Linked DNA regions of Sus scrofa: regions 1 and 3 are each linked to region 2. A link is a contact called in public Hi-C and HiChIP or PLAC-seq data. All regions are on one chromosome and are shown on one strand. The core of a region is the stretch at or near the end of the contact, and the rest is flanking DNA. Distances in the headings are between cores, read along the strand shown. Region 1 holds the start of GPR171 (probable G-protein coupled receptor 171). Region 2 holds the start of P2RY14 (P2Y purinoceptor 14). Region 3 overlaps MED12L (mediator of RNA polymerase II transcription subunit 12-like protein).

Region 1 (2,700 bases), core at 122-2,621, 64 kb before region 2:
TCCTTTTGGTTTCATTTTAGAGAAATCTGGAGGTAGAAGAGAAAAATCATAATGTAGAGAGATAGTTACTATTAACCTTTTTTGGTGCATGTGCTTTAAAATTTTTCTATGAGTATGTATACCCCCTTAAGAATGTTACTCTGTTGTGCATACTGTTTATAGTTTGCTGTGTTTTCATTCAAGAATATATTGGATCTCTTTTTTCTAAGCCAGAGAGTAAACCTGCAATGCGCATTTGTCAATTTGGTCCCGTCATGTTAATGAATTGAGATAGATATTTAGTAATGAATTGGTTGTATATGAAGGGACCCTCTAGTGTACATTTAAATCATCAGGGCAAGTGTTCATCCTCCTGTGGGGGAGTAACTGTTGATTGAGTGTCTGATTGAGGGACCCAACAGAAAGTCACTGCCTCATCCCCTTCATCAGTCAGCTTTGTTAAGTTAGATTTCTTTTCTTTTTTGTCTTTTTGTCCTTTTTAGGGCCGCACCTGTGGCATATGGAGGTTCCCGGGCTAGGGCTTGAGCCGAAACTATAGCTACCAGGCTATACCACAACCACAGCCAGGCCAGATCCGATCCATGTCTGAGTCCTAAACCATAGCTCACGGCAACACCGGATCCTTAACCCACTGAGCGAGGCCAGGGATTGAACCTGAATCCTCATGGGTCCTAGTTGGGTTCGTTAACCACTGAGCCACAACAGGAACTCCAGGTTAGATTGCTTATAGGAGGGTAGCTTTCATAAAAGGGAACATGAGCTCACATCCTAAGAATATTCTTGGGAGTTCCACGCCTGCTGGCCCAGAATTGATTTCCAAAGTTGATTTTACCTACAAGCGCAAAACCATCAGCTGGGTCAGTCAGGATCTGAGTTTTTCTATTGCTTCATTGGCCTGGTGGGTGCTTTGGTTTCATGTCTTTCTCCTAATAATTCTCCAAACAATAAAGAAAAAAGAAGAAATCTCTCCAGAATCGAAAATGCTTTTGGTATTTACTTTTTGGTATTTACTTTTCAAAAGAAAAATCTCTCCAAAGACTAGATGAGAAATGTCAACCTGGAGGGAATTTAGGGAGGATCTGGGGAACTTCTGAAAACAACAGTGTTATGATACTTATGATGCCAATATCTATTTGTTTCAGATACTCTGGTATTCTCGCTGATTTGAGTAATTACTATTATTTTGCAAAAGAAAAAAAATTTATATATTCACTTATAAATTGGAGGAGGAAAACCCAAATCTTTCTCAAACTGTATTTGATTCGAGTTAAGAACCAGTGTTAATGTTTCATCATAATAGTGCTAGGAAATGCTCTTTCTTTTAAGATTAGTGTGCCTCAAGATTTGTGGTATTAGCTAGGACTCACCAAAAAATGCACTTCAGAAAAGACATGCTTGCAGACAGTCAAGTAAGTGAGCAGTTATGATCAGGTTTACATTCACTGGGGGATGAAGAGGCTGAGATGGAAGGAATCGGCTGAGATGCAGTTGGATACCACGTGAGTGGTAACTGGTTTTCAAATGATATGAAAGCACACTAGAATCAAAAGTTTTTGGTAAAATGTCTTTTTTCTTTTTTTAAGTAGGCATATTATATGTATTTTCCTGTCCACTTTGCAGTATAGGTAGAATTAAGAAATAAATTCAGGAGTTCTCTTGAGGCTCAGTGGGTTAAGGGTCTTGCATTATCACTGCAGTGGCCTTGGTCACTGCTGTGGTGTGGGTTTGATCCCTGGCCTAGGAACTTTCACATGCCACAGGTGCAGCCAAGGGGAAAAAAAAGAAAAAGAAAAAAAAAAGAAAAAAGAAAAGAAAAAAACCCAAAAAAAAAACAAAAAAAGAAAAAGAAGGTAAAGAAATATATTCAACTGTTCTTAAAAATCTATGATAGCCACAGTTTTTTGCGTCTAGATTGTCAAATATAAAGAGCTAAAGTCTCCTAGTTCTCTGTGTTCTATTTCCTTTTTTTGAAGAGTGAAAAACCAGTCTTTTAATAGTGAAACTGAACCACGTTCTTCCTTCTGAGAATGAACTTGAGACAAGCTGGCGTTTTGTGGAAGTTTATTCGTGGTGGAAACAAGCTTTTTTTTGTTTGTTTTTGGGCTACCCTCCCTCTTGTGTTTTTAACGTGAGTTCTATTTTAATTTCCGTAAGTCACTTCTTTCTGTTTCATTAAGGACAAATGTTTTTCAGAGGGTATTTTCTAAGTGTTCTAGGAAATTATACGTCACCACTAGCCTAGTATTTTAGAAACCCAAGTGGGAAGAAGTAAGGTGAAGTTGGTTTTTCGGTTTTTTTTTGGTTTTTTGTTTTTTGTTTTATCTTACCTTGGTCATGGCAGTACTTTTTATTTAAGAAATGACATATTAGTTACTTTAATGGATATTTTGTATGTTTGAGAATTAAAGCTAAATTGCCCCATGAATTGAGAAAGGAAATCTTTTTTACTCAACCCCTATCCACACAAATCATGCTTTTGATTTTATTGAACACAAATACCAAACAACAGTATTTCAGAGGAATCCTTTTTAATGGGTAACATTCTTAAAATTCACTTTAAAAACATAGCACGGTAGCCCTTTGGAACTGATGAGGAAGAGGAAAATAAATGTTAGGGTAGGTAGCCCCTGCACAGCCAGAAACACAGGTCTGAGAATTTATTTTCTTTAAAGAAATCCATGAGACGGAGGAGATTCTGCT
Region 2 (2,700 bases), core at 116-2,615:
ATGCCACGGCTGTTTTCAAATCTGTATGTTTTAAGAAGATGAATATGCAAACTGCAGTGTATTTTTGTGATCTTTGATTCATTTTCTCTGTAGAATTAGTTGTCCTTGCTTGAAAAAAATATTTATGAACTAGATGGATTGCATGAGATTGGCTGGATCTGATGGGGTGGATCTGTGCTAATTCCCTTGTAATTTAAATTATAATGTTTAAAGTACTTTGAATAATTTAGGTAGTTTGTCCCAGACCTATATAATAAGTAGCATGTGAAGTTAAATTTTTGCTATGCATAGGATGTATTTTTTTTTTTTCAGTTTATAGTTCTCTTTAAAGGCAAATACATAGCTTGCTAGGTATTAATAGGGATAATTTATTCCAATAAAAACAAAGGTTAAAAAACTTCTACCTATATAAGTATATATACACAAATAAATACTAATTGTGTATTTATGTACACATGAAATTGCAAACAAAAACTGACTTGTAAGTATTATTGTCATAATTGATTTTGCACTTTTTAGAGACAATTTTGGTGTGCATATATAAGCTTTAGAAATGTTCATCCTGAATGAATATCTTTTAAGCATTTTCTTTGGCATTTCCTCATCACAGATATATTTTGACAGTCACAACTGGAAATCCTAATTAATCCTCAGTGATAAAATGTTAAATTTGGATCCCCAAGCTAGCGTGAGCAAATATATTACCATGTTAACCAGTTATAGTTCTCAAGCCCAAAGTACTTACTGAGAATGGGGACAGTCTGGTGTTACTCAGAAATCTCCTTTTCCATTCTCACACCCTGTTCACACACACTCAAGTTCTTTCATGGAAAAGCTGTTTCCTTACCTGTTTGTAGACCTTCGTCTGCGAGTCACAGCACTTATTTCAAAGTATGTCTCAGTGGACGCTCCAAATTAAGACTGTCCTTACGCAGTTCTTGCTCGTCTTCAAGAACAGATGAAAATCAGGAACTTGACAGAAACCACGAGACAGAAGGTTGACTGTCACTGCTGAATTGGTCAGTTTGAAATTGCTCAAGGTTGGGAAATGGAAACAAGGAGGGAGAGAGAGATGTTTGGATCTACGTGGATATCAGGCTGGCCTCCGTGCTAGTGCCTTTCCTTCAGTGATCAAAAAAAACAAAAAATGTGAGTTTTTTTCCTTTTTGAAATTTTCTACTATGTTCCCCCGCCACGTCACCACATCATACGGCAAATGAACAGCCAGGCAACAACCTGAGTAGGTTTTCTTTTCAAATTTTGCCATTACCAAGTTCAACATGTGAGAGGCGGAGAGCTGGTGGGGGCACCCATCTGCCACACCCTCCTAAAAGGAAACTGTTGTAGGGGAGGAAGGAACTCCCCCCTCACTTCTGAGCTCCTCTGGCCAATCTGAGAATAAAGTTGACATGAGACGGATTAACAGGAGAAAAGCAAACAAAAGTGTCATAACACGTATACACGGGAGAGACCCAGGAAAACTCAGTAACTCACAACGTGGCAGAAGCCACCACCTTAAATACCGTTTTCAGCTAAGGGCAAAGGAGGATGGTGGGGGGTCGTGGAATTCAAAGGGGAGGAAGGTAATGCACAGGAAGATGAGAAAGAGCAGATGGTAAACCAGTGTTTCTTGGGCCACAGGAACAATGGGACACAGAGAAACATTTTAACAAAAACGTTTGCTAGGGTCCTCCCGTTGTACACCTTGTTCATGATGGCTCCCTTCCTGGGACAGGTCCTCTGTCTAAATTCTTTTAGTCAGTTAAGGGGATGGTCAAAGGTTCCTGAATCTTTGGGGCCTAGATTTTTTCCAGCTCAAAATAATGAGCAGACCAAAGAGACAGATTTGGGGGTGGCAAGGTTTGCTCCCCCTTCCTTGTCAACAGCCACCCAGTGTAACTACTGTTCACAAACAGGTGGTGACTGGGGCTACCTGGAAATGTGGAATTAGCGTTTGAGTAAAGAAGCATTTTGGCACCCCTGACCACATCTGTTAGATAAGAGGTATTATTATTGCCATTTTTTTCCACATTAATTTTTCCATATTTGAGCATTACTGACAAATAGATCATGAGTAGGGCTTCAGATTAACTCGTGTGTTAATCTTTTGCTAAGTGTGTGCTGTTAATGTTACTGTTTTGAAAGTGAGAGGCAGGACCTCTTTGTATTTCTGGTTCCTTTTCAAGTTGTATAATATAATTTATAATGTCCTGAAGGGTGCTCTCTTTCCTGCTGAATACTAGTGTGCAGTTAGAAATGGAAATACTAAATTTGGCTGCAAACCTCTCATTAAAGTGTGTGACTCAGAACCAGATAAGAAAGAAACTTTGCCCTGAAAGGCTCTTTATTAGGCTGCTACGTTGCAGGTGTGTTCACTCAGGTTGTTCCATAGCTGAATTATGGGCTCAGAGTTTATTAACGTGTCAAGTTCAGTTGGACTTAAAAGTGTACCCTACGTTTATGGTTGCAGCAGTCAGTAGTACTTATTTATGGAGATATGATATGCCAGGTCCTGTTCTAAATACTTAGTATGCACCTACTGTGTGGTAGGCAGTGTTCCAGGTACTGGAGATGAAGTAGTGACTAAATCAGATTCCAGTCCCATCCTTCACGAAGCGCATTTGCTTATTTTGAGTCTTACATACAGACATAGTCACTATTGATCCTTAGTAAACTCAGCAGAGGCCCTGGGGGACCCAG
Region 3 (2,700 bases), core at 192-2,691, 44 kb before region 2:
TCTCGCTCTCTCTTTTTTTTTTTTTTGGCCATGCCCAGCCATGCCCATGGAATGTGGAAGTTCCTGGGCCAGGGATTGAACCCACGCCATAGCAGTGACAGTGTTGTATCCTTAACCTGCTACATCATCAGGGAGCTCCTTATTGCTGCTTCTCCCCATCAAGCCAGTTTTCTCTTGTATGGACATGAGCTCTTGATTAGTTCTGACTTGATTCTCCAAATTCCTGGCCATCATGGCCCATTGACTTCACCTTCAGTTAGAACCTAGGTCAGTGACAAACATGCCTTAGTTTGACTTATAATTGGATGAATGCTGGAATCTCATACTTTAATTGAGGAGCTGTGGTAATTTGTTCTCACATTAGAGATACTTGCGTGCCCTCCTTAGGCTGAATGACACAAACATCCTCTTCCACCAAAGCATAATATAAGCTCAGCCCTGTCTTGACTGCCAGGCCTTCCTCCTGGGCCCTCCTGTTTATAGATTCCCAAACTCACAAAAACTAAAACAGTTTTTGCCTCAAACAGAGCCCACCTTCCATTATGTGAGATAACGTGTGGTGAGTTCCTGTGGCTAGTAAGCTGATTATGCACAAACTTAGTTTTTACTTTTAATCCCAACCACTTCCCTTAAAATACTCGTGGCAAAATTCAGCAAAGAGCAAGACTGGCACCTTATAGAACCCTGGTCTGTCTTCACATTTTGCACTTATGCGAGCAGATCACAAGGGTTGCAGGACTTCTGGGACACCCATCCTGAGCCTCTGTGTCAGGAACTGCACATGGCTTGTTGGGATGGATTTGGAGTGGGGGGTTTCTATCTATGGTCTTTGGCAAAGCCCAGAGTTTCTCCCCCTTGGCATTGTTGACCTTATATTGAGTGAGCCGTCTGCTGCATTGAAAAGATGTTTAGCTGCATCCCTGGCCTCTATCCACTAGGTGCCAGCAGCAGACAACCACAAATACCTCCAGACATTTCTAAATGTTCCTAGGTTGAGCTGAAATAGCCCCTTAATGATAGTTTGTATTTGTTTTCACTTTGACATAGAAAGGAAGAGAATATAGTCACCTCTCTTATTGATGCTAAACCTTTACTATACATTGAGTAACTCAGCAGCAATAAGTAATTCAAAGCTTAGGTCTCAGACTGTGAAGTGGTTTTCTTTACTGCTCTGATGGAGTAATGGGCAGACAGCGCAGCCCATTGGTGATTCAGTGTTGGATGCACTGACCCTTGGTTGGAAATAGGGCTGAAGTTGTCAACAGCTATGATTTTGGAAGAGTTACTAAGTGCCTCCTCGTTTCCTTTTTTCCATCTCTAAAAACGAGAGGGTAGTAGTTGCTACCTCACAGAGTTTCTATTCCTGTAAGAATCAAATACCTGGTGCCTGGCGGTATATGACTCAGAGGGGATGTTGAGGGTTCAGGGAGTGACTCAGCTGACAACAGAAGAGTTGATGTCTCTGGGAATTTCATTTGGCCAGGACTTCCCCTGGGTGGAGCTCCCACGGTGCCCTACTTCCCCACATTTGTTTGAAGTGGATGTTCTTCTGAACAGAAACTCCGGCTGCAGGAGGCACTGCAGATCCTTTGCACAGGGCCCCGATCCTCGGTTATCTGCCCAGCATTGTTAGCCTGGGGGAAGCTGGTAGGGGTGGGGTGTGGTGTGGTGGGAACTTTAAGGTCCCTGGGTTCTAGTCACAGGAAGCAGCACCCAGCAGCAGGGGGTATGAGTGAAGTCCAAAGCATTTTGTGCTCTTCCGCTAGATTCCTGACTTTTTTCCCCAGCCTGTTCTTCTGTAGCATTGTTTTGGAATATGGTTCTATTCCCTGGGGCCAGGCAAGGAAGTGAATCTCTGACCTCTTTTTGCTTCACTGAAATGGTGTTTGCATTTCTCAATTAGGCATGCGGTACTCAGATGTTCAGATCTTGGGGCCTCGGGCAGTAATTCATATCCCTTTGCTAGGGAGATGGGGAACAGATTTTCATTTCTGAGAAACCAGCACCTTTAACTGGTTAGCTAAATATCAACCACCAGTATGTTTGTTCAAGATTCAGGCTTACATTTCCAAAGGGAAAAAAAATAACCACGAAGGGCTTTAAATGGGAGGGTAAATACTACCGAGAAATGATTGTCATACACTTTAAAACCTAAAACTTTTGTGTTTCCTACCTGTAACCTTGGATTTAATAAAATATTCTGTGATACTAACTAATGAATCGGGAAATTCTTTAAATGAATTTGTATTTTATTTAACACAACATATGACAATGAAACAACTATATTCATTTCAAAATGACTAGGACTTAAATGTAAAAGATGCATTTTTATGAAGTGTAAAGATGGTGCTCAGAGTACATATGAAATGAAAGAGCTTTATTTTTTTATGAATCCTAGGCCCATCCCAATGGAATCCATTGTTGGATGTACGTGGCCTTTTTAGATTAATCATTTTGTGATTAGTTCACTTTTCATTTGGATTTCAATGTGAGTTAATCAAATATGTTATAAGAAGGTTATCTTACATCTTGCCATGCCGCAGTGCGAGCTATTAGATGCCATTTCCTTATCACTTCAGATACAACGTCTGAATAAATAGAATCTGATAATAAGTGCTACTTTTCAGCTATACCATAAATTGGATTTTTCGTGCTCATGACCTGCTTAGACCAAGCCCAGCTTTGTTTTAATCCATGTTT

The links. A called contact is a pair of places that touch in the nucleus more often than the background predicts. HiChIP or PLAC-seq counts read pairs in DNA pulled down with a chosen protein or histone mark.
Region 1: an H3K27ac HiChIP or PLAC-seq map of alveolar macrophages shows a contact between it and region 2. The contact joins the promoter of GPR171 here to the promoter of P2RY14 in region 2. A contact is called at or near these places in 11 of 47 Hi-C or Micro-C datasets (alveolar macrophages, blood, embryonic fibroblasts and 3 more) and 1 of 2 datasets of contacts at active chromatin or transcription factors (alveolar macrophages).
Region 3: a contact with region 2 is called in a Hi-C map of embryonic fibroblasts, with 3 times the contacts expected there. The contact joins the enhancer-like site here to the promoter of P2RY14 in region 2. A contact is called at or near these places in 13 of 47 Hi-C or Micro-C datasets (alveolar macrophages, blood, embryonic fibroblasts and 5 more) and 1 of 2 datasets of contacts at active chromatin or transcription factors (alveolar macrophages).

The regions. Positions count from the first base shown.
Region 1 is chr13:91,388,868-91,391,567 of Sscrofa11.1, forward strand. It overlaps GPR171 (probable G-protein coupled receptor 171), which reads right to left and starts at 1,372. Exons shown (of 2, transcript XM_021069629.1): 1 at 1-1,372. The region is part of intron 16 of MED12L (mediator of RNA polymerase II transcription subunit 12-like protein); the gene reads left to right.
Region 2 is chr13:91,452,396-91,455,095 of Sscrofa11.1, forward strand. P2RY14 (P2Y purinoceptor 14) reads right to left here and starts at 1,366. Exons shown (of 4, transcript XM_021069622.1): 1 at 848-1,366. All of the region lies in intron 16 of MED12L (mediator of RNA polymerase II transcription subunit 12-like protein), which reads left to right.
Region 3 is chr13:91,408,045-91,410,744 of Sscrofa11.1, forward strand. The region is part of intron 16 of MED12L (mediator of RNA polymerase II transcription subunit 12-like protein); the gene reads left to right. The region is part of intron 2 of P2RY14 (P2Y purinoceptor 14); the gene reads right to left. Among named protein-coding and RNA genes, the nearest start is that of GPR171, 19 kb to the left of the region's middle. Within about 2 kb of position 1,442, at least 20 of the 83 cell types and tissues checked have an H3K27ac peak or open chromatin away from gene starts, as enhancers often do. A contact at or near this core is called in alveolar macrophages, embryonic fibroblasts and fetal liver, where this site is marked.